2 separate regions of the Anas platyrhynchos genome follow, and region 2 is linked to region 1. Evidence: chromatin contacts called from public Hi-C data. All regions are on one chromosome and are shown on one strand. Each heading gives the region's core, a stretch centred on a gene start, on an enhancer-like site or on the middle of the called end of the contact. The rest is flanking DNA. Distances are from core to core; before and after follow the strand shown.

Region 1 (5,446 bases), core at 1,478-3,977:
ACCACTACCAACAAAGAACATACTGACAAGACTACACCTTCCTCTGACAATGGAAATGGTTGTTCAGAAGGGTTTATTGTCATTTTATGATCATATTGCATGATAGAAACTATTCAGAAAATGTAACACCTCATGTCACAGATCAGCAGAGAAGGACAATGACTCCATTCCCACTGCTCAATGATCAAGACTGCTGTGGGAATGAAAAGATCCTATAATAAGACTTACAGGCACCAGAGATTAGGTTTAAAGTTCCCCACCCAAGTTTCCATGGGCAGATGTTCAGAAATGTAAATTGCATTTTCGCCTTGAGAATTGCCCTCAGTGTCCCTGAGTTACAAAATCCTAATGCGTGTCTCCATTTCATCTGTTTAGCACTACTCTAATTTATGGCTAAACATCTCTGGGTTTTCTCCCTCAACAATCAATCTAGAATGACTCTCACAATATTGCAGAGTTGGGTCATTTCCGATTCTTGTTTCATCTTGTCCATTCTAGCTGCAGAACTGAATCACGTTAATTTCAAACCACATAATTGTTTATCCACACGGAAGGTAAGTAGCCTCACAAGCCATATAACATGGGATCCGAATGGGGTTGCTTAACATGACTGATACCATTCCTTCACATGCTGCTTCCCTGAGTGTCTCTACCCTCAATGTGTTCTCCACAACGTGATAGTGTCACCACCACCTTCTCTTTCCTCCTAGTGCTTCCCTCAGGCTGCCTAGGCCCAGACTCTCGTGGTTGTGAGTCTGGAACATGGCTTTAAACAAACTCTGCACTGCTATGGGAAAATACCCACAATAATTACATGGACCTGGAATAATGGGCTTGTGCAACATCAAATAGGGCCTAAAATCATGATATCTAAACAAGTTGCCTCTAATAAAATCCATAGCATAGCCAGGGGATGCTCAAGGTTTCGTGACCACCAAGCAACATTGTCCTTGATACCTCTTGTCTGCAGCAATCCACTGTCCCAAGAGGCAACATACGTGGGAGCTCCAGGAGAGGGTCACACAGGGCTTTGCACGGGGCGACTCCTGTAGCTGCCTTCCCACAGCTGTTGTGTGCTCAGCTGCACCAGTACTTGACCCATTTACAGTTGCTATGGAGAGACTGGAGCGTGCAGAAGTACCACATCCTTCAGTGGCAGCAAAATCTCACAGAATTAAATATCTATTTGTGAATTTAAAGGGGAAATACAACAAAATAACTTAAAATCTGTGTCTAATGATTGCTGGCAAACATGAGTTATCTGACAAATCTCATCTATCACCCTTCATTACCTGTAGGCTGATAACTATCATAAGACCCCCTTCATAACGAACTCCCTTAATAAAAGAGAGGGAATTGGGCACCTCTCCTTTTAAGCCATTCAGTTTAAAAACTCAAACACTTTTTGTTTTAATGGTGTTACAACCCCCCCCCTCCCGCCCAAAAAAAAAAGAAAAAAAAGAAAAAAAAAAAAAAGATTAAAGCAGCGTTAAGCCATGAATCACATTTTTGTGAGCAGTGTTGTTTCTCACAAATTTTGTTGGTCTCTCCACCAACAATGGAATTTCTGTCCCTGGTAATTGTGCTGCAGCCACACCAGCTATAATCAAAACAGCACAGTAGTGAGAATGATTCCCTGACATTGCAAAGAGCTCCAACACCCACTCCTTCCAAGTGCTTCTATTTGGCAATGTTTCTTGCAGAAACAGTAGTATATTAAGGTTCATTGAGCCAATAGGAAATGACCATAAGCTTTTCACTCAGGCTTCAGACCAAAGTAAACATTTTATGCATTCTTAATGCTTTTTTCATAAACTTATCCCCCTTTTCTGCCAAGCAATGAATTTATGGAACCCAACAAGGTATAGAAATACTGAACTACTCCAAGCAACTCCGTAGTCATGAGACTGTCAGCCCAATGTTGAAGGCTCGGTGGCTAAAGTTAATTTTGGTCAAGCCCCTACTTAAAGGTATTTCTACCCAAATATTTTCAGCACATAAAAGCAATAATTTATTGAAACTACAGATTGGTGAACAATGTTATCTGTGCTCATGTGTCAGTGGATGGCTGTCTGTTAGTCATTTATGTACATGTAGCAAAGCACACACATTTATCATTTTTGGTTTTTTGTTCATTTTCCAAAATTTATAAGCCTAGCTGGGGATCAGCATTGCCAAACACCCAGATTTGGGGGAGTTCAGTTTAAAACTAAATTTTCAGTCCCATTTTTTCACCCTGTCTTCCGAGCCTGTTGCATTGGCATTACCAGAGGGAGGGAAACAGGTTGAAAGAACAAAGTAGAAAATCAGGTCATATACAGTCTATTCTAACAAGAAAGTCCTACAGGCAAATGATCTGGGGCTACTGAAGCTAGAAAGGGAAACTGTGCTAAAGCACAGTTTTATTAACAGCGACTTAGGCACCCCATAACACGCACACACCGTTAGTAAAGGCTGAAAGCAGAGAGCTGAAAATAAAGACGTAGGCAATGCCTTTCATCCATCCGAGAGACAGAGGGAGGTGGCAAGTCCCGCAGTGACACAGTGCCATCTAGCGAGTCCTTCCCTCAAGGAAAAAATAGAAATAAAATTTAAAAACCCACTAAATTACACCTTCAGCTAAGAAAAACCTAAATTACATCTCAGGGTAGGGGAAAGAGCCTGGCAAGCAGCCTGTTCCCACAGCAGTGTGTGGGGTGAGTGGGCAACAGCTGCTGGGGAGGTTTGGGATGAAAGTCATCACCCCCTTCACCACCCTCTGCGGGGACAGGGACCAGGGAGCAACCTCGGAACCTCGGGCCTCAGTGCCTGGCCCTGGACACTGAGAACTGGTGGGCAATGGATCTCATCATCGGTTTGCCAGCTTCAGGCAAGCCAGCATGTAAGGACACTTTTTTTTATTATTTTCTTTTTTTAATAAATTTAAGGGTCCCCGAGGCCCATGTAAAAGGCAGCGCAGCTTCGGCAGATGTAGCTGGGGTTCACTTAGCCAGCACTTTGCTTCTCAGGGTTTAATTAGCTGCTGCTGTACTAAATAACAGCTCCCAAGAGGCAGAGATACGTCAGTGCCCAGAGCTGGTGCCTGTGTGAGAGTGGAGAACTGCTGCAGCTCAGTGCCAGCAGGAGCGCTGCAACCATGAACCAGTTAAAAGGACCTCTTCCCTCCCGCTGCCCACCCGCTGCCTCTTGGGCTGTCAGCTGGGCTTGAAGGCATGAGCTTTTTCTGTGAGTAGCATCTGAGTGTACTCTTTGCCTTCTAGACCTGTTCAATTTGTTCGTGATGTCAGTGTTTTTCTGAGCAGTCATGAGAACAGGTTTGCTTGGTTTGTTTGCTTTAAAAATAAACAAACAAACAAACAAAAAAAAAAAAACAAAACAAAAAAAAAAAAACAAACAACAACAAGGAAACCAAGGAAATCTGTTTAAAACAACAACAACAAACAGTGATTAAAATGTTACTGCATGATTCCAAAGTCCTAGAGAATAATATCTAATACTGCCAGCTATCAGCTGTGCAATACTGGTGCTTATTTATCTCAAATAAATATATCAAAGAGGTATTTTATTCTGAAAGACTTATTTTACAAGTGTGGAAAACTACAAAACCGAGAAGGAACTTTCTTATTTTAAGAGAAAAGTAAAACCCAAACTGCTCAGCACAGGCAACTCTGGGAACATACAGTGATCTTTTGATGCTGACAGTTACTTAAAAGCTGATTTATCCCTCTCCTTGTGAGATGTGATTCAGGTGTTGGTGCTGTCCAGAAGCCACGTGTTCTCATGAACAAAGTACCAGGCTGGGTACAGGTGAAGAGCACATATTTCTGTTTCTGCTTCCATCTGGCCTGAAGAAACCCACGCTTTTTCACTGCTGCACTGCTGCCCCAGAGCAGGAGACCACTACAAGCTGCTCATACAGGTGGGGACTGGGGGACAGCAGCATGGCCTCAACATCAGTATGTGACAACCCCTGTGTCAGCAGATGTGGGTGAGGACTACTACCTTTCACTTACCACTAAATCCATGCTTCATCTTCTTCATTGCTAACCAAAAGCAAAATGACTAAGAGGAATACTAGCCTACCAGCTTGGGACTTGGGAGTGCCAAACACAGCTCCTACGCCACCTTAGAGCACAGTGACCCTAAGCACAGGAGGTGCAGGAGTGCCACCCAACTTCCACTCTGAATGCACTCTTTGGCAACATCCAGTCCTTGCTCTGAGGTACGACTCAGCAGTAAATCATACCCTTCCTCTTCCCCTGTTCCCCCTTCTCCCACAAAGAAAGCCCATCGCATCTAGGACATACCAAAGCAAGAGTCTAGGAGGCTCAAGGAGGCAAGAATCCCTATAGCTCAGCAGTCCAGGTCTGGTGGGCTTTTGTGTGTGTGTGTGCACTGTTTTAGGCTGTTTTTGTTTTGTCTGGGCCAAAGTGCTTAATGTTGAAATTGAAGTAATTAACCTGAAAATTGTGAAGACTATCAGCAAAAAAAATAGACAAATTCCAAGTCTACAAATTCCTAATGTGGACTTCAGCTTTGCATGGATGGTTTGACGCCTGCTATCTCATGGCAGCTCTGCCTGTGAGATGAGAGAAGTTAATAATATTATCTTCTTTTACAGATAGGGAAAACAAGGACCAGAATGAAAAGACAGCCAGTCAAGTGAATAAGGAAACAAACAATGATCAGAACATTGAGATCTTAAACTGGTTTGAAGCCTGTCAGGCAGCTGTGCCTCCCATGGTGAATGAGTGGCTCCACCAGCAAATCAGGAGTAGCTAGCTGATATGTATAATGTATAGATAACTGATATACTAGATAGATATAATATGTATTAAAAAATAGCTTGAGTAAAGTACTTACCTTTAATCAGGGTGTTCCTACCTACTTGGAATTCAAGAAATATCAAACCAGACCTTCCTTGTGGATTTCCAGTTGTAAATAACAGAAGATGTTGAGAACTGGTCCTGTCAGTCACTGCATCCCACAACAAATGTGTGATCAGCATGCAATGAGCACATGAAGCACTGCCATTCCTCAGGAGTCAGAGGGTTAGATGCAATCAAGATCTGCACAGGATTGTTTTATTTTTGCTCAGTTGCTGTGCTGAATGTACCATTCCAAAAAGCACTGTCTTTATCATAGCTTGTCTAATAGTACTATGAAACAAAAAATGAGTAACAGAATTTTCCTGACAACTGCACACACACTGAAAATTACTGTTTAAAAGAGCATATAATATCCTTGCCAACAATTTCATGATTCACATCAGAAAGGATTAGATTTATGTTCAGAGATAAAAATTAATGTGAGAGCACTAAAATACTGAACATTCAACAATATATTACCTTTCAAGACCATTGAGGGTATTTCAGAACACCAGTAGTACCTTATCTTTATAACAATAGCTATGTTTCATGATGAAAGTCAAAGTACTGAACTTAAC
Region 2 (6,156 bases), core at 854-3,353, 68 kb before region 1:
TTGAGGAAAATGAGTATATCATCAGAGTACTGTTGGAATGTAGGTTGAAGTTAAGTACAAAACAGAAATTCTTACATTCTTAGGAAAACGTGTGATCCAATCATCATATTTCTTCAGATTTCACTGTAAGCTTTTAAAAACCTTTTTAGTAGAATAGAAAGTTTATAATCCTGATACACCAGCAGCTTCCCCTGCCCTCAGCAGCCACTGATCTATGTGACAAGATCACAACTTCACATGACCTGGTGTGACCAAGCTTTGCAAATGCTGTTATGAATCTCATGATGCTGTGCCTTTTCTGTGATAATTCCAGACCTTGGATTCAGGTGAAGAATTATAAACATGTTTGGGTTTCTTGCTTTATATGTTGTACTCAATAGCTTTGTTACAGTACAAGAGGTTATACCCCTTTTTATTGTTTCTGCACTTTAAAACACTGTGAAAATAAATAAATAAATAAATCACTATACCATAAAACTGCCTCTCTACTGCAGTAGCGCAGAAGGAATGAGGTCCATTTAGATTTAGTTCAGTATCTTATCAGAAGAGTAGCGCACGAGTAGTCCTTTGTGATGTTTCTCATTGGCATAATAACAACACTAGCTTTCTGTGGTAGATTGCATTTGTTTTGTTCTCTCATATTGTTCCTCTCCTCATTTAGATAGATCTGTATTCATTTCACAAGCAGCTTCCCTTTGAATATCTTTTGTTCAACTGTTAATTACCTTATGTGTCACTTTCTTTTCAAAGACTCACAATACATATAAAAAGATTTGATGGTCCAAAGGGGTGTGTATACTTGATAAGTTCCAAAATTCAGGTCTGTACATTAGCTTCTTATTTTCCTAAAGAATTAGGAAATTAAGCCAGAAAAGACTAGTATACCTGAGCATGTACCTGTAATTATCAAGCAATCGTGGAGTAGTGCCAAAACATGCTAAACTTGTCTAATCTCTCTGATGAAAAAAACATAATGACAAGCTATGGAAAGGCAGAATGACATTTAATTCATTTTCCATTACTTATCTGCCAGCTTTTGATGGTGTTCAACGATACAGCCCACCAGTGGGCTTTTCTGTTCATAGCTGTTCTCTCTGCCAAGTCACACAGATGTTCAGCTTTTTCTTTCACATGGATGGTATACTAGATATGGTCTTACCTTCACCCAGTTCCTCCCCCCTCAAGTTGGGGAACTAATTTTGACCCTATTCCCTGCTAGAGGGTGGTTTTCTGTGATGGGAAAGCCTCACGTCAAGGGATGGATGGATGGAAGGATGGATGGTCTTTCTGCTTTAAGAAGAAAAGATCTTTACTCAGCCCCTAAGTTCACTTTCCAGTGGTGTGATCTAGCTAAAGGATCTGTCCTGTCCTTGAGAGATATTCAGCGTGTGTCCCAGGGGAGCAAGAAGCAGAGCATGAGGTGTCTTCCACCTGCCTTTCCAAATCACATAACACTGAAGCAAAACAAGATGTGTCACTAGTCAAAACTATTTCTACCCACTTATTTTCTCTTACTGATTTCATAACAGTGGATAAGGAAAAGTTACATTTCAGTATATACATACATAAATATACACATGCATATGCATATATATTATTCATTGCTTTTTTATTTGCTTATCAAAACAGATGCTTTCAGACAACTCAAAGCAGTACAAGTAAGTAATTTGTACAGTTCAAAAGCCAGCCTATTTGAACCTATTTGAACTCAAAATTATACAATAAAAAAATCTACTCCGAGACACCTATACTTACAAGTTATGCTTTGGAAAGGTGGATTTGTCTTTGAGAAACACTTGTATAAAACTGAAATTATCAGACCAATCTGTTGAAGACGTACTATATGGTTTATAGCTACTCACAACATACCATGGTATGTCCCAAAAGACTTTTTCTTTCCCCAGCATGTAAATAACTTCATTTATCTTTGCAGAAATAGAGATCAATGTGTTTTCTTATATGTGTTATATCCTGGGGTAGGACCATTTACTGTTTTATTCTGTCAAAACCAGCAGTTCAAAAATTATTGGTCCGGGAGTTCAGTTCTAACAATAGCTCCACCAAACCTCAGACAGCGGTGTAAGAGTGCCTTCTATAGTTGGAAGAAAGAAATGCAGGCCAGAAAAGCCACGGAACTTCAATATACCGCCCATCTCTCTTGGTTGCCTGCAGAGGTGTTCTTAAAGCATAAGAAGAAACGGAACAAAAACTTTCTCTCTTAAAGTGAATGTGTCAAATTCATCCTCAAGATAGCTGTCATCTTTGGAGCACGATTACAAATACTTCTTACTCCAGTGTAGGTGTAGTCCTCTATGAAGGCTTAGAAACAGTTCTATATGCAATCAGCTTTTAAAGAAAAAATTGAATATTTTTTGTAATTTTATCAGTGGCTTTTAAAGAGCTTTGTGGGCTTCACAGGGAAAAATGCCATAGACATGAAGAAGCCCTTATTCTGGAGTGTTACTTTTCTTCTGAGTCATTTCAGTGATCTGGTTTCTCACACAGTTTCATAAACAGTTGTAGTTGCCCAACTAAGGGAGCAGCAAGCTGTGATGGAACTGTGAAAAACAAAGCAAAGCAAAACAAAACAAAACAAAACAAACACCTAATTGAACAGAAGGAAAGGACAGGAGCTACCCAGGTAAGCACAATGCAATCATGTATAAAACTAAGCAGAACTTGGATCCTGACAGACAACTTCTGGGCGAGTGCCTAAGTCCTAAGCCAGAAAACGACATTCTTACACTGTGAACAGATCACCTAGTACAGCTGTGGTTTAGCAAAGCCTTAAGAATACATTCAGCTTCAGCTGCACAAATACTCCATGTCAGTCAGACAACTTAGGTCCTTAAAGGTGAGCAGACATCTTGGCAGTGGGGCTTACTGTAACTCATATACAAAGGGTAAAAAGTTTACTGCATTGAAGTCAGCTTCATGATAGTCTTGACTTTCCATGAAACAAAGACTATAAGCAGGCTAGTTCTACCTTGATTTCAAATTTCCCATCATTTTTTAAATTTTGCTCCTATCATACACATTGATTTTGATATAAAGAATCTCTTAATCCACACATGGTCTCCATATGAACAGAAGTAACTAAAGTAAGAGTTACTTTTCCACCTCCTCTCTGTCATTCCACTGTATCTATAACTGGAACTAGCACACGCAGTGCAGTACTTTTGTGCCCTTATGTGTAGGAAAGGATAACCAAAATATGCTGTGTTAAGTAAAGCAAAGAATGACCAAAGAATGAAAGAATAACAGCAGGTATAGGGCTAGTGTGCAAGTTTCCACAATGCATTTTTGTTATACTCATATATAATCAATTTTCTGACCCACAAATAGAAGAGAAGTCAACCTTTGCAGAGAAACCAAGTACTCCCTATTACACTTTTAATGGCAAGTCAGCTCAAGCAAAATAAGACCAATCATGCTGTTCAATGGTTGAAATTTTCATTTTCCAAGTCAGGGAACCCACTATGCTGCTGCAACATTGATATTTGAAATGAGGTAACTCAGGGAAGAACAGATATGTGTGTAAAGGGGGGTCACATGGACATGACAAGCAATTGCATGTGCCCAGAGGAGTTACTACCACAGCTTAATGTCATGCAGTGAAAAGTGAAGTACCTTGTAAAGACACAGAGCAGACACATAGACTGGAAACAGTATCCACACATCACGCCAATCTTGTGCCCAAGCAAGTAAAACCTTTTGAGATGAAGCTTTTGTTGAGCTGAAGGCAGCATTATGCCAAGGTAGAGATACCACTTTGTGGCCATAATTGCCCTCTATACATTTTAGCCAAGAGAAGAGTATAGAGTCCAAGCTACTGGCCTTGCCTACAAACAACCATGGTAAACTATCAGCAAAAATATGATACATAGCAGCAAAAGATGTTCTTTTTCTCTTAGAGCTTATACAAAAACCTTCCCCATTCCACACTATTTCAGTGTTTAGCCAGACTCTCAGTTCATTCCATCATCTGCATTGTGATTCAGGTGTGTTCTACTTTGGTCAGAATATTAGTCTTGCTTGGGAGCAGAACAGATGAAATGTTAGACCAGCAAAAGCTGTATTAGGAATGTCACTGTATGTCATCTGAAATGCCCTCTCTCAGTGGTTGTGAGAAAAGAAATGGTTTAGGCTAATCCCTAAAGGATGTTTTCCTTACAATTAAAAAACTAATCTCTCTCTCTTCTCTCTCTCACACAGGATATAAAAGCCAGAGTAAAGGCAAGGCATAGATTTTGGAGCCTAAAATAGCCCTTTCAAAATACATATGTCTTAAATGGTAGGAAAGATATGACCAGCTAAGCAGTATACAATCTACACAAAATAATGCTTTATGTGATTTGATCCAGTCCAGTCTTCAGCTATGAAACTGACCTATCTCTTCTTCTTAATAGTTTCATCTTCTAAAAAAATTTATAAAGAGTTTGATTTTGTTGTCAGTGGTGGTTTGGTTTGTTTTTAATTCTTTTATGGTGTATTGCCAGGCAATGAATGGTGTGTGATCTCTTGTCAAGAAAAGTGAAACAGGAGGCAGGAAAGCTGTTTTTATGCAAACATGGACAATTTTTCTTTTTCTTACCTTCACTTTGTTTCAGGTTTACCACCTGGTACACAGTAACAATGTTATTCACCTCAGGCTGTGCTGGAGACATTAATTTTTGTTTTAAAAGTGGGATGAAATGCAGCTGTTACATGAAGTCCAATGCTTAACCTCATACCTCTGATGGTTATTCCTTTATCACAAAGCAATCCAGCTTGATTTTGTAGTATATTCATCAGAATACAAATATAAAACAAAGAAAATAAAAGTATTTTTCCATTTTCTGTCACTGACTTTTTGACTTAATATTTGGGCAAGTCACACTGCCTCTCTCTTCCTCTTCTCCTTCATCTGTCTTACTGATCAACACTGAAAGTCCTTTGGAGCCAGATCTGGCCTATATATCATGTATGGGTCCTAGCCAGCTGAAATATGTCCTAAACTTCTCTGCTTATTCTCTGTACCCCTGTAAAATATTAAGAAGTAAACATGTTTGAAGAAGCTTTGATTTGAGAAAAGAAAATACAATAAGTGGTGATTTAACCAGGGCTTAGTAAGCTTACAGTTACTCTCTCAGTTCTGTCACAGAATTAGTATAGTCTATAACTTCAGGAGTTTTATTACTCTGGGAGTATATTGTCTGAAATTATTCAAATGTAAAAGCTCTTGCAGTAGAGATGAATCTGCCACATAATCAATCAATCAAACAAACAAACAAAAAACAACACCCAAAGTCCACACTGTTTTCTCAACAGTTGTTCGGGTGAGCATAAATATGGCTTAAATAATTATCTCTATTAGAGAAATCTTAATATTTAATCTTAAGAGACGGGGGAATTGCATTAAATTCTATGTGCTACAAAGTTTATATTCAGAAATGCATATGCAGATCTTTCAGCTTGCAACATTATTCAATAAACCTTAAGAAATTATATAAAAAGAGGGAAGCTCTAAGTTAACATTTGAAATACTAAAGAACTTTTAGAAACTGTGAAAATTTTGGGGCCCATGAATATACTTCATTGATCTCAAGCACATTAAAAACCTGTCTTAAATTGAGAGAAGATGATCTTATTTTCACAGCATTCACTTAAAATTTTGGCGTGCCACCGGGTATCATTTTACCCACTTACCAAGTAAATTTATGCAGGGCAAATCAAGTAAGCCTGGAGCTTTTAGAGATATACTTATCTATCTCTATCTATCTAGAGTTGTCTCTAGAGACTTGAATCTGCTCAATCCTACATTATTTGATTCAGTTTTGAAATGTTGGCTCTTTTTTGTGCTTAACAGAATGCAAACCCACATCTCTTGGCACCAAGACAAAATCCTTTCCAACTCTCTATAGAAGTTCTGCAACAATAAGGCAAAAATATCAAGATTCATTGATGCAAATACAGCAGAAGAAGAAGCTGGAATTGGTATTCTTCCAGAGTCATCTGGGAATAAGGATATTTATGTTTCAGTTCTTACATCTATGACAATTTTTGCATCTTCCATTAGAAAGTTATTGGATAAACAAAAAGGAATTAGACCACCCACTGATTTAAACACCTCAATTCCTTTGAAGCCTCAGCCTTAGATTTTCAAGTCATTTTTAA

The links. Hi-C and Micro-C count contacts between places; a contact is called where the count stands out from the background.
Region 2: a Hi-C map of skeletal muscle shows a contact between it and region 1, with 2.9 times the contacts expected there. The contact joins two enhancer-like sites. A contact is called at or near these places in 5 of 8 Hi-C or Micro-C datasets (F1 follicle, liver, skeletal muscle and 1 more).

The regions. Positions count from the first base shown.
Region 1 is chr3:61,464,447-61,469,892 of IASCAAS_PekinDuck_T2T, reverse strand. No RefSeq gene overlaps it. Among named protein-coding and RNA genes, the nearest start is that of ALDH8A1, 38 kb to the right of the region's middle. Within about 2 kb of position 2,727, at least 2 of the 8 cell types and tissues checked have an H3K27ac peak or open chromatin away from gene starts, as enhancers often do. A contact at or near this core is called in F1 follicle, where this site is marked.
Region 2 is chr3:61,531,233-61,537,388 of IASCAAS_PekinDuck_T2T, reverse strand. No RefSeq gene overlaps it. Among named protein-coding and RNA genes, the nearest start is that of ALDH8A1, 100 kb to the right of the region's middle. Within about 2 kb of position 2,103, at least 3 of the 8 cell types and tissues checked have an H3K27ac peak or open chromatin away from gene starts, as enhancers often do. A contact at or near this core is called in F1 follicle, where this site is marked.